Regions from separate parts of the Anas platyrhynchos genome. Here region 2 is linked to region 1. Evidence: chromatin contacts called from public Hi-C data. All regions are on one chromosome and are shown on one strand. Each heading gives the region's core, a stretch centred on a gene start, on an enhancer-like site or on the middle of the called end of the contact. The rest is flanking DNA. Distances are from core to core; before and after follow the strand shown.

Region 1 (4,607 bases), core at 564-3,063:
GGCCGCTCGCACTCCTGGACACGGCTGACCTGCTGCGGTGGCCGGGCATGGTGCACGTGCACCCGAGGGCTATAAAGCAGCTGGGCTGTAACAGCTGATTAAATGCTCCTTGAGCCTTAATTAACCTTTTACAAGCTATTTGTGTGCTTCCAAACAATGTGCCCCCAGGCGTACCGAGGGCAGGTGCCTCTCAAGGCAGGGAGGGCACCAAAACAGAGCCGTGCCCTTGTGCCCGGGCTGTCCCCACTCACCACATTTGGGGTCCTGCGAGTCGTAGCACCACTGCCCTGCGGGAGAGAGCACGGGTCAGGGGGGCCACAGGGGCACCCCAAAACCCCTCTTGTTGCAGAGAAACCCCCCTCAGCCACCTGAGCCCCACCATTACTGCACGCTCACCCCCTCTCTGCCTTCCCAGGCAGCTCTGTGCGATTTGGGTCACCCCCTGGGGGTGGCCGGGCCCCATCTCCGCAGCCCCAGCCCGAGGGGGGAGGCAGTCACAGGGGGCTGCAGCACCCTCGGTGCCCCCGTGGCTGGTCAGGCAGCAGGAGGTGGCTGCAGCACGCAGGGGTGGCCGTGGGCAGGTCTGCACCCACGCCGCGGGGACAACGCTCGCCCCATCGCCTGGAGCATCCTCATCCAGAGCCGCTTCCCTCCCACCAGCGCTGCTGTCAGCGCTCGGAGGCAGGCGGCATGGGGACTCGCTCCACGCTGGGCTTCGGTGCGGCAGGGAAGCGGGAACACCGTGGAGCTGGAGCTCCCAGGGCTGCAGGCTCTGCTCCCATCACAGTCCCACCCACCGGCCCCAAATCCCTGCGTGACAGAACAGCCCCCCCGGCACCGCACGTCCCCGAGGGACTGGCTGCAGGGTGCGGATGCTGTGCCGGGGGAGCAGTGGCACAGCGCAGCCCCCGGCCTCGGCCCTTCGCAGCCACCCGTGGGGATGGGCCAGGCAAGCAGCCCCCGCTGAGCCCTTCCTGCACCACCTGTACTGCTGACAGCCCGGCCTGCGGCTCCGCGTCCACATCCCTGCTGCACAGCAGCCTCAGAGGGTTGGGAGCGGGATGGTGCCAGACTCGGACTGTCCCCAGGACAGGGATTTGGGGCTTTCCTCCCCATGCAGTGGGAGCTGAGCTCCTCGGGATCCCTCAGAGCCGCAGCATGCTGCCCTTGCCCCACCACAAGCATCCCCTGGCAGAAGCCAGATGAGCGCCTGCTGCTGCCGGTGTCATCCCAAAGCAGGGTGCCCGCATGCCCTAGCCCAGCACAGAAGCCCCAGGCTACTTGGAGGTTTCACCCACGGTGACATTCCCTGGGTTGCATCCCAAATCCCGAGTTCCTGAATGCCCACCCGACCCGATCAGCACCCACCCAGCCACCTCCTGCCAGGGCCAACACCTCCCCAACCCGGTGGCACAGCGGGGACAGGGATATCCTGCAGGGATGGGGCAGGACCAGGTCCCCCAGTCCCGAGCTTTCTGGACCCGTATCCACTCCCTGACAGGTGGAAGGGGAACAAACCGCTGGCACCCGCGCCCCACGCCCGTCCCTCCAGCCACCCCAGGCACCAGCAGCGCAGCGGGCAGGCAGCGCATCTCACCTCCCGCGGCTGCTCGGATGACAAGAGGCAAAGTCACAAAAGTTATCCCCAGCCCCTGCGGCCCCATGCCAGCAGCAGGGCCGTGCCGGCCACCCCGCCGTGATGCCCCGTCCTCCTCCGCAGTGCGCCCGGGCGGGCGGCAGGGCTGGGGCGGGATGCAGCGCTGCCAGCCCCGGAGAAATCCTCAGCTCCAGCCTGAGCACTGCTGTTAAATATTCATCACAAGGGCTGAGTTTTTAACTCCTCGCCTGCTAGGAGGGAGCAGGGAGCGCCCGGCCCCCAGCCAGCCCCTGCGCGCAGTGCCAGGCCCCTGCCCAGGCTGGCACGCGTGGGCAGCCAGGAGCAGCAGGGCAGCGGCAGCCTCCCAAAGCCCTGGGGCTGCACTGAGCTGCCCGGCCTGCTGCCCTCCTGGGGGCCAAGAGGGTGGCAGGGGTGTCACAGGCATCCCATCCCCTTAGGGATGCTCTCCATCCCTAAAGTGGGGGCTTGCAGCATCCCCACTGCACCCCCAGCCCTGTGCAGGGCCACAGACAGGCTCCTGCAGGACCATCGGTATTCAGGGAGGGTTGGGGCTGCCCCATCCTCTCCCCACTCCTTGCATGCACACACACACTTGTGCAAAGGAGCTTGTGACAGCCTCTACCCCCAGCATGGCTCTGGAACCCACCAGGAGCTGCCTGCGGTGCTGCCCCCCTGCTAGGGGGCTCACGGTAGGAGCTGGGGCCAGGCAGGGCCGTGGGAACCCACGGGCCAAACCCAGCTCACCCCTGTGATACCTCAGCCAGGGCTGGTTTGGGAAGTGGCCACTTTCCTGAGTGGGGCCGTAGAGGCAGCACCTCACAGCCTGTGCCCCCAGAGCCCCCATGGGGGGGGAGGTCACGTCCCAGGGGAGCTCTCATCCCAACGAAAGAGTTATTCTCCTGCAGAGGGTAGGTAGGAAGGGGAGTGAACGTGCAGGATTGTGGTGCTGTCACATTATCCTAAAATATCCCAGCTTTCTTCAGACAGCAGTGAAAAAGGAGGCCACAGGGCTCATCCCTCATCTCTTGCAGGTACTCACGTCCTGGCTCAGAGCTCGGCGGTGCTGCCAGGATAAATAAACCTCGGCACCGACACAAGGGCCGCAGAAACAAGTGTCCTGCTGGTGGCTTGGCCGGGGACTCACTGCAGCTCAGCTCTGCCACTTGCTGCAGGGACATCAAAGGCTGGGCTCACCTCTATGGGGCTCTTTGGGGCATGCTTGTCCCCCACCCCAGGCAGAGCCACTGCCCCACCATACCCAGTGTCACCCAGTGTCCCTCTTCCCCTGGCCATCACCGTGTCCGCAGCAGGGGGTGGCCGCCCTGCGCACTCCCTCCCCTCCATGCACCCACCCCGCCAATGGGCCTGGGGCTATTCCCCACCCTGGGGCATTCGCCAGGGCACAGTTTCTCTGGTGCTTATTTCTGGCAAGGCAGGCAGAAGCAGAGATGCTACCACAGAGGACACATGGCCAGGAGCACCATGCGGAGATGCCCAGCAGGGACGAGCCCCCTGTCCCATGATGGCCCCACAAGAAGAGGCCGTACCTGCTCCCACCCGTCCCAGTGCCCTCCCGCTGCACCAGGCTGGAGCAGCCTGCAGTTTCTATAGGAACCAGATCAAACCTTCCCGGAGCTGCTCTGTGCTTCCCAGCCTGCTGCTGCTGCTGCGATGGTGGCGGGGGGCTCACAGCTGAACCCTGCAGCTCCGCGCTGTCCTCACGGAGAGACCACGTCCATCTCCCTGCCGCGCAGGAGCCAGCAGGAGGTGAGCTCCCGCTGGCATGCGTGCGCACCAGCATGAAGGGAGAGAGCCATTATAGGAAAAAAAAAAAAAAAGGCTCTGAAAAATAAAAATAGTTTCTGAAGCTGCAGCCATCGATCAGACGTGGGCACGGTGCCACCCTGCTGGGAACCCCCGCCACAGGCATCATCAGCGAGCGTTGCACCAACACGCGGCAGTGCCAAGAGCAGCTCCCGGCGGTGAATCCTGCGCTGAGCCCGGCCCGGGGACGTGGGGTGAGCAGGACAGCGGCAAGACAAGGACTGGAGCAGGCAGAGCGGTGCTGCGTGGGTCAGGCAGCCCAGAGATGGGTGCTCAGAGCGTTGTGTGAGAGCAGCAGGGAGATGGAGCCCGAGCAGAATAAATACCCCGGTGGCTCCTGACTTTGCTCTGCTGTTGGCAGTGAGCTGGCGTGGCCAGAGAGCTGGGGCAGGGAGCGCAGCAGCACCCGGTGCCCGCACAAAGGCGGCAGTGTGGGCAGCAGCTGCGTGTGGCCCCATCGCCCCCCTGCACTGCCTGGCACCCCGGGGCCAAGCGCTGCATCTGCCTGTGGCACCGGCAGCGAATGCCACCTCGCCTCCTGTCACCCCAAAACTCTGCGGGCAGGGGATGGCGAGCGGTGGCACGGTGGCGGCAGTGACACCGTGTGCTGGCCGGTGTTCAGCAATGAGCGCATCCTGCGGCCACCGAGCCACCAGCAGAGCTCGGGCACAGCCCGGAGCATCCCGCAGACCCCTCGGCAGGCACCGAGCCCAGTGACCGAGCGTTTCCATGAGCTCAGCCCCAGCCCGGAGCCACATCACCGTCCCCTCGGCCAGGGCTGGACCATGCGCTAAGGGGCCACAGCTCCTTCCCCAGCCCCGAGAGCAGCTCCCTGGGGCCTTGCTGGGAGTGGGAGCTCCGTTCTTTGGTCACCTCCCCCAGCTAAAGGGGATTTGACCCCACACAGCCCTAGGAATGGAGCCCAGTTTGGGGCTGGGATTTTGTTTCCAGCCCTGAGGAGGCCAGAAGGCCGCAGAGCGCTGCCACAGGGATGGGGGCACGCGGGCACCGGGGGGGCTGCAGGGCTCAGGGGATGGCAGGGGAAATCCGTGCTGCAGCAGCAGGCTCGCATCCCTAAAGGCACACAACAGCTTAAAGGGACTTATTTTTCCACCAAGGCCTCTCGGGCACGGCCCTGCCGCCAGGCGGCCCCGTGAGGGCGGTG
Region 2 (4,765 bases), core at 2,219-4,718, 130 kb after region 1:
TTTCTAGAATAAACTTGAACCAATTCACAATTTGATAGTTCATATAATTGAGGAAGTTCTGATTTTAACTTTTGTGGATTGCTTTTTTGAACCTTAGCCATACACCATGAATTCCACTATTTCTCAATCTTCGCTACTTATTAGTTTTGAGTAAGAAAAATTAAACTTATCTCATGGAAGATAATTTGAGAATGTACACATTAAACATAAAATAGAGTCTAACAGTTTGTGACAAGCAGATTTACCTTTTTAGCATACAGCACTATTTTCTGGAATTGACCAGTTTCAGCGAAGCACTGTATCACTTTGTTTGGCACGTTGGCACGAAGATAGACACTGAGCGCAAGGGTAGGGTCAGCTGTCTTCACCAAGTCTCCCAACTCCTCTGAGCACTCCAGCTGAATACAGAAGTGGTATTTTGTCAAGCACAAGAACTCAGAGATGTAGTACCAACAAAAGAATTGTTCACACTCAACTGCTACAAGGCAACAGAATTAAGCTAGTGTAATGATCAAGCCTACCTTGTCTTCCTTCAGCCACTTCTCCAGAAGCTGCTTGCGGCCTTGCTGCAGAACAGGGCGACAGAGCTCTAGAGACTCAAACTTGTTCAGCTGTCCCTGGTCAAGCAATATCCCAAAGTACTGGAGCAGGGGAGAAGCCTGCCCAGGCTGAGCTGGTACACTCTGGAACTTCCTGATTGTATCACTGGTACGTAGAATTCCCTGCAGAGGCACAATATACAGAAGAGAAATGTTTAATTTTTGACGGCTGAATAGTGTTAGACAAAAACCAGATGTTAAGTTCAGCTATGTACTGAGGCATCTATTCTTAACCCTTCAGGGTGGGGAATCTTCAAACCCAAGCCAATAATGTTCTAGCTAGAAGTCAGTGCCCACAGCAAGTCAAGCCCGTGGTTGGAAAAGTATGGCAGATGCTCCTTGATCAGATACAGGAGAATGTATTACACAGAACAAGCAAGTGAACGGCAGAAAACTAAGGCTAGTAGTGCAGCACTTTAGCTCTTGAATGTCAAGTGCTGAAATGTAGGTGACCTAAGCAAGTCAACTAAGCTAAGGCAATCCTGATGGCTTCTAACCTTTGCCTTTGGAGTTACTTACCTTTGGTGCAGATGCAGCTACTTTAGCAGCATCTGCATAGCTTCCTTGAGCAAACAATGTGTTGAACTTTCTGGCAAATAATTCCTCTGCGCCAGCTAGATTACTACGTATAGCCATGCGCAGACCCAGATCAGGATTCTGGAGAACGTTTGTAGCGTAGTTCACTATGTTGTCTTCCTCAACACATACAGAAAGCACCTGGAAAGGACAAAAGGCATAATTGAGAACTACTGTTCCTTTCCACAACTACCACAAAATACAGCAACCAAATGGCTATGCAGACTATCAGTGAAGTGGTATGTTATTAAAAAATAACTATATGTGTGTGTATGTATATATATATATATATATATATATATATATATATATATGTATATGTATATATGTGTGTGTGTGTGTGTATAAAATCAAAACCCACAAACAAGTTTCTCCCTCTCAAGCACCCTGTGCTAGGAGAGGTTAAGACACGATTGAAATCAAGTAGTAACTTGATCCCTTCCATGATGTTTGTTGCATCAAATTACTCATTAGGTTTGTTATGCATCTGAGCTTTAGAAGACTCAAAAACAGATTGATGGATTTGTTACCTGTCCTTTTTTGTTGACACCAATAATGCCTGAGGTAGGTTCATGAGAAGCTGTGACAAAAATAGTGTCAGCACTAATACGGTTCATGTAGATGCAAACTCCAGACTCCAAGTCATACATGTGAATATAACCATACTTCGTGATCAGGTAGATAACGCCATGCTTAATTCCAATCTGCCAAAAGATGAGTTTTCATTAGTTAAGAGTAAGATCACAACAGTTAAGACAGCTGCCTTTAGCCTAGTTACAAGACAGTATTGCAGTGACGTGCCTTTGCACTGATGCTAGGAACAAATATAGCTTCAGGCTTCTTCATTACAGACTCAAAGCAATGAATAGCTTTGCTTGCCATTTGGAGCCAGAGCTCCACTGAACACTGAGGCTGAAGGGAAATTAAGATTCATCTGCAGCAAAGGACTTACTACTCCTCATCCTAATGAGCCAGGATAAGGAATAAAGATTGGACATAACTAGCATTCTAGTCAGATATGTCAGTACAAGTTTCTGTTCAAAAATATTAGCAAGATAATTTCGCTCCTTTCCATCAAGGCCTACCCAAAGCACCAGCAGAACCTAAACCAAGCTCAGCTGCTGAGGACTCCAGTTTAGCTGTCAAGTCACAAAAACAAGGAGACTTTTAAACCAAGATGGTATTTAGAAGTATTTTTCACTTTGGACCAAGTCTTCAAAAGTTTTATTAATGAGATCCATGAGTCCTCCCATGAAGACAGCTTGCTTTGTTTCCTTTAGTTTATTATGGCTTCTCTTGGATTATTTATGGAGCTGGTCTATTAGACTGCTCAGCAGTTGCACGCTCTGAGACAGTTTGTTTTTCAAGTAAAATGTGTAGTCCTGTAGACACCCGAAGTGAAGTTTTGTCTTTCAAAGCAACTAGTCATATTATTTCCCTAAAAAACCTCCTAGTAATGTCCTAAGGTACCTTTTCTGTGCTGCTAGTACAGGAGGTAGGCTAATATAGGAAACTCCACTCGATTTGCCTTATGACATCTACTGTAGATGAAATGCCACTTTCATGCCCAGTTACATCAGGGGCTGTACCACTCATATCTAGAACTCTGATCATTAGTAGACAGTTCAATAGCCTGAAAATGCAGAATTATCTGCTATTAACAAGAATTATCAGTATAGACAAGAACCCATGAGTTACAGTACTTCTTATTTGACTGACTGTCCAATACTTGGTGTCTTGTTACTTTTAGATTGCTGTCAATAAGACAGAAGCTAGTCATACTTGATAGCTGTTCAACAAGAAGGTTGACTGATAATAGAGACATTCTACCAGAAGACACTATTGGTTTTGTGTGTGTGTATTTTGTTTTTAATACAACCTTAAGTTGACATGTCCAGACAAATACTGGAACAGCCTATGTATTTGTGTGTGAGTTTCTGTTTTAATGTGCAGTCTGCTTCCCATAAATCCATTAACAGTCCTTCCAGAGTTAGGAGGAATAACAGTGAAGCCACAATAGAAAACATTATTTATGACAGGCACCAGCTACATGCCAGGCTATAAAGTTGGTTTTTGTTTTGGTCAATTACCTGCATTGCCACAGGAAAGTCTGTCTGTGCCTCAGGTGGGAAAAACACATCAACAGCTTTCTTAACAAATGGCTGATTCCCAGTAGCTGGCTGACCCACTTCAATTATGTGAAGCTAGGAAGTAAAGGAGTACATGTCACAAGACTGCCTGCAAGACCAACCACATTAAAGAAGTTCCTCTATTCAGATAAGCTACTGAAGTCGTCTGCTACAGCTGGCTGCTAAATATCTGCCCAATCCTGAAGCAATATAATCTGGGCAGCTGTGTTCCAGACACTTATCCGAAGGACAAGTTCCCTAGAACTTGATAATACAAAACAAAACAAAAAATCATAAAAAGCTAAAGGACATGTTTTCTATGAAAGCAGACGGTGTATTTCTATTTCAAGAAGCTTTGAGTGAGACTTCTTGTCAATTTATCAACAATTTGTGCAGTAAAAGACTAGAAAGCATAAGAATTTGTAATGCTCTTTACAGACCACTCAGAAATTGTAATACATTCAGCTGCTGCTCAGACCCACTACCAGCTAGATGCAAACAACCTACCTACAGCACTAAGGCTTATCAAATCTCTTCTGTACTGGATTCTAGACATAAGTGGCTGCTTGATGACTTCCCTTCATACACAAAGCATAACTTGGGCATAAATTGATGCTCTAATACCTTGGGCTCAGTTCTTACTGCATCTATGCTTGTTCTTATGCTTAAGTTTCATGAAAGCAACTCACACTTTCAGCAGTTTCTATCCCATTAAAATAAAATATTTTCATACTGACCAAATATGCTGTATACAAGGTCCACAAGCTGTTCTTCAGACAGCATACAGTGAACTGTGAGATCACTTAAATTCTACTGGTACTGAGTTCTGCTATACCAAAACAAGCAAATTGTTGCAAACTTTACCTTGCCCCCTGCAGGACTCCTCACAGCAAAACAAAAGAGGGTGGAAGGTTTGGCATTTCCCTCTATTTTGAATTCTGCAAAAGCTGCTGCATGGCCCTCAATAGGTTGGGAGACTTTTCTATCAACTGAGTACAGCTGCATTGCACCAACCACACGATTTTGCTGGGGGAGAAAAAAGGTCAGCTTTTAGAGGTAGGATTTCAAATGCAATACCACTAGGACAGTTAACTAAAAAGAGACAAGTGTCTCTCTCATCCCCTCTTCCAATGCTTTAATCACATTAAAGGTCAGGTTATTCCTCCACAAAGGGCATTTTTGAAGAAACCAAACTTAAGAAACCACGGCAGCTATTGAGTAAGGCCAAGGCTCTCCTGATCATTTTCATAGTGTGATATTTACAGGTAACTTACCTGTGCTGAAATTCCTATCAGCAACAGCCATTTTTGGTGTTCATCAGTTCTGTAATTGATGATTTGGCAGCCCGCAAGACTAGCATGCCTGTCAAACATCTTTTGGGGTTGAGATTCTCCCTCCATGCTCCAGTGGTAGACTGCTGTCTCTGTTACCAAGGCAACTGTATTCACAGATATCCATTTC

Evidence for each region. A called contact is a pair of places that touch in the nucleus more often than the background predicts.
Region 2: a contact with region 1 is called in a Hi-C map of liver, with 2.0 times the contacts expected there. The contact joins the enhancer-like site here to the promoter of LOC119718509 in region 1. A contact is called at or near these places in 2 of 8 Hi-C or Micro-C datasets (liver and skeletal muscle).

The regions. Positions count from the first base shown.
Region 1 is chr16:9,479,744-9,484,350 of IASCAAS_PekinDuck_T2T, forward strand. LOC119718509 (carbonic anhydrase 15-like) reads right to left here and starts at 1,814. Exons shown (of 8, transcript XM_038187315.2): 1 at 1,598-1,814; 2 at 252-287. The coding sequence starts at 1,664.
Region 2 is chr16:9,609,888-9,614,652 of IASCAAS_PekinDuck_T2T, forward strand. It overlaps CLTCL1 (clathrin heavy chain like 1), which reads right to left. Exons shown (of 32, transcript XM_072024257.1): 3 at 4,579-4,765; 4 at 4,169-4,330; 5 at 3,266-3,379; 6 at 1,706-1,879; 7 at 1,119-1,316; 8 at 522-722; 9 at 246-398. Among named protein-coding and RNA genes, the nearest start is that of CLTCL1, 15 kb to the right of the region's middle. Within about 2 kb of position 3,469, at least 4 of the 8 cell types and tissues checked have an H3K27ac peak or open chromatin away from gene starts, as enhancers often do.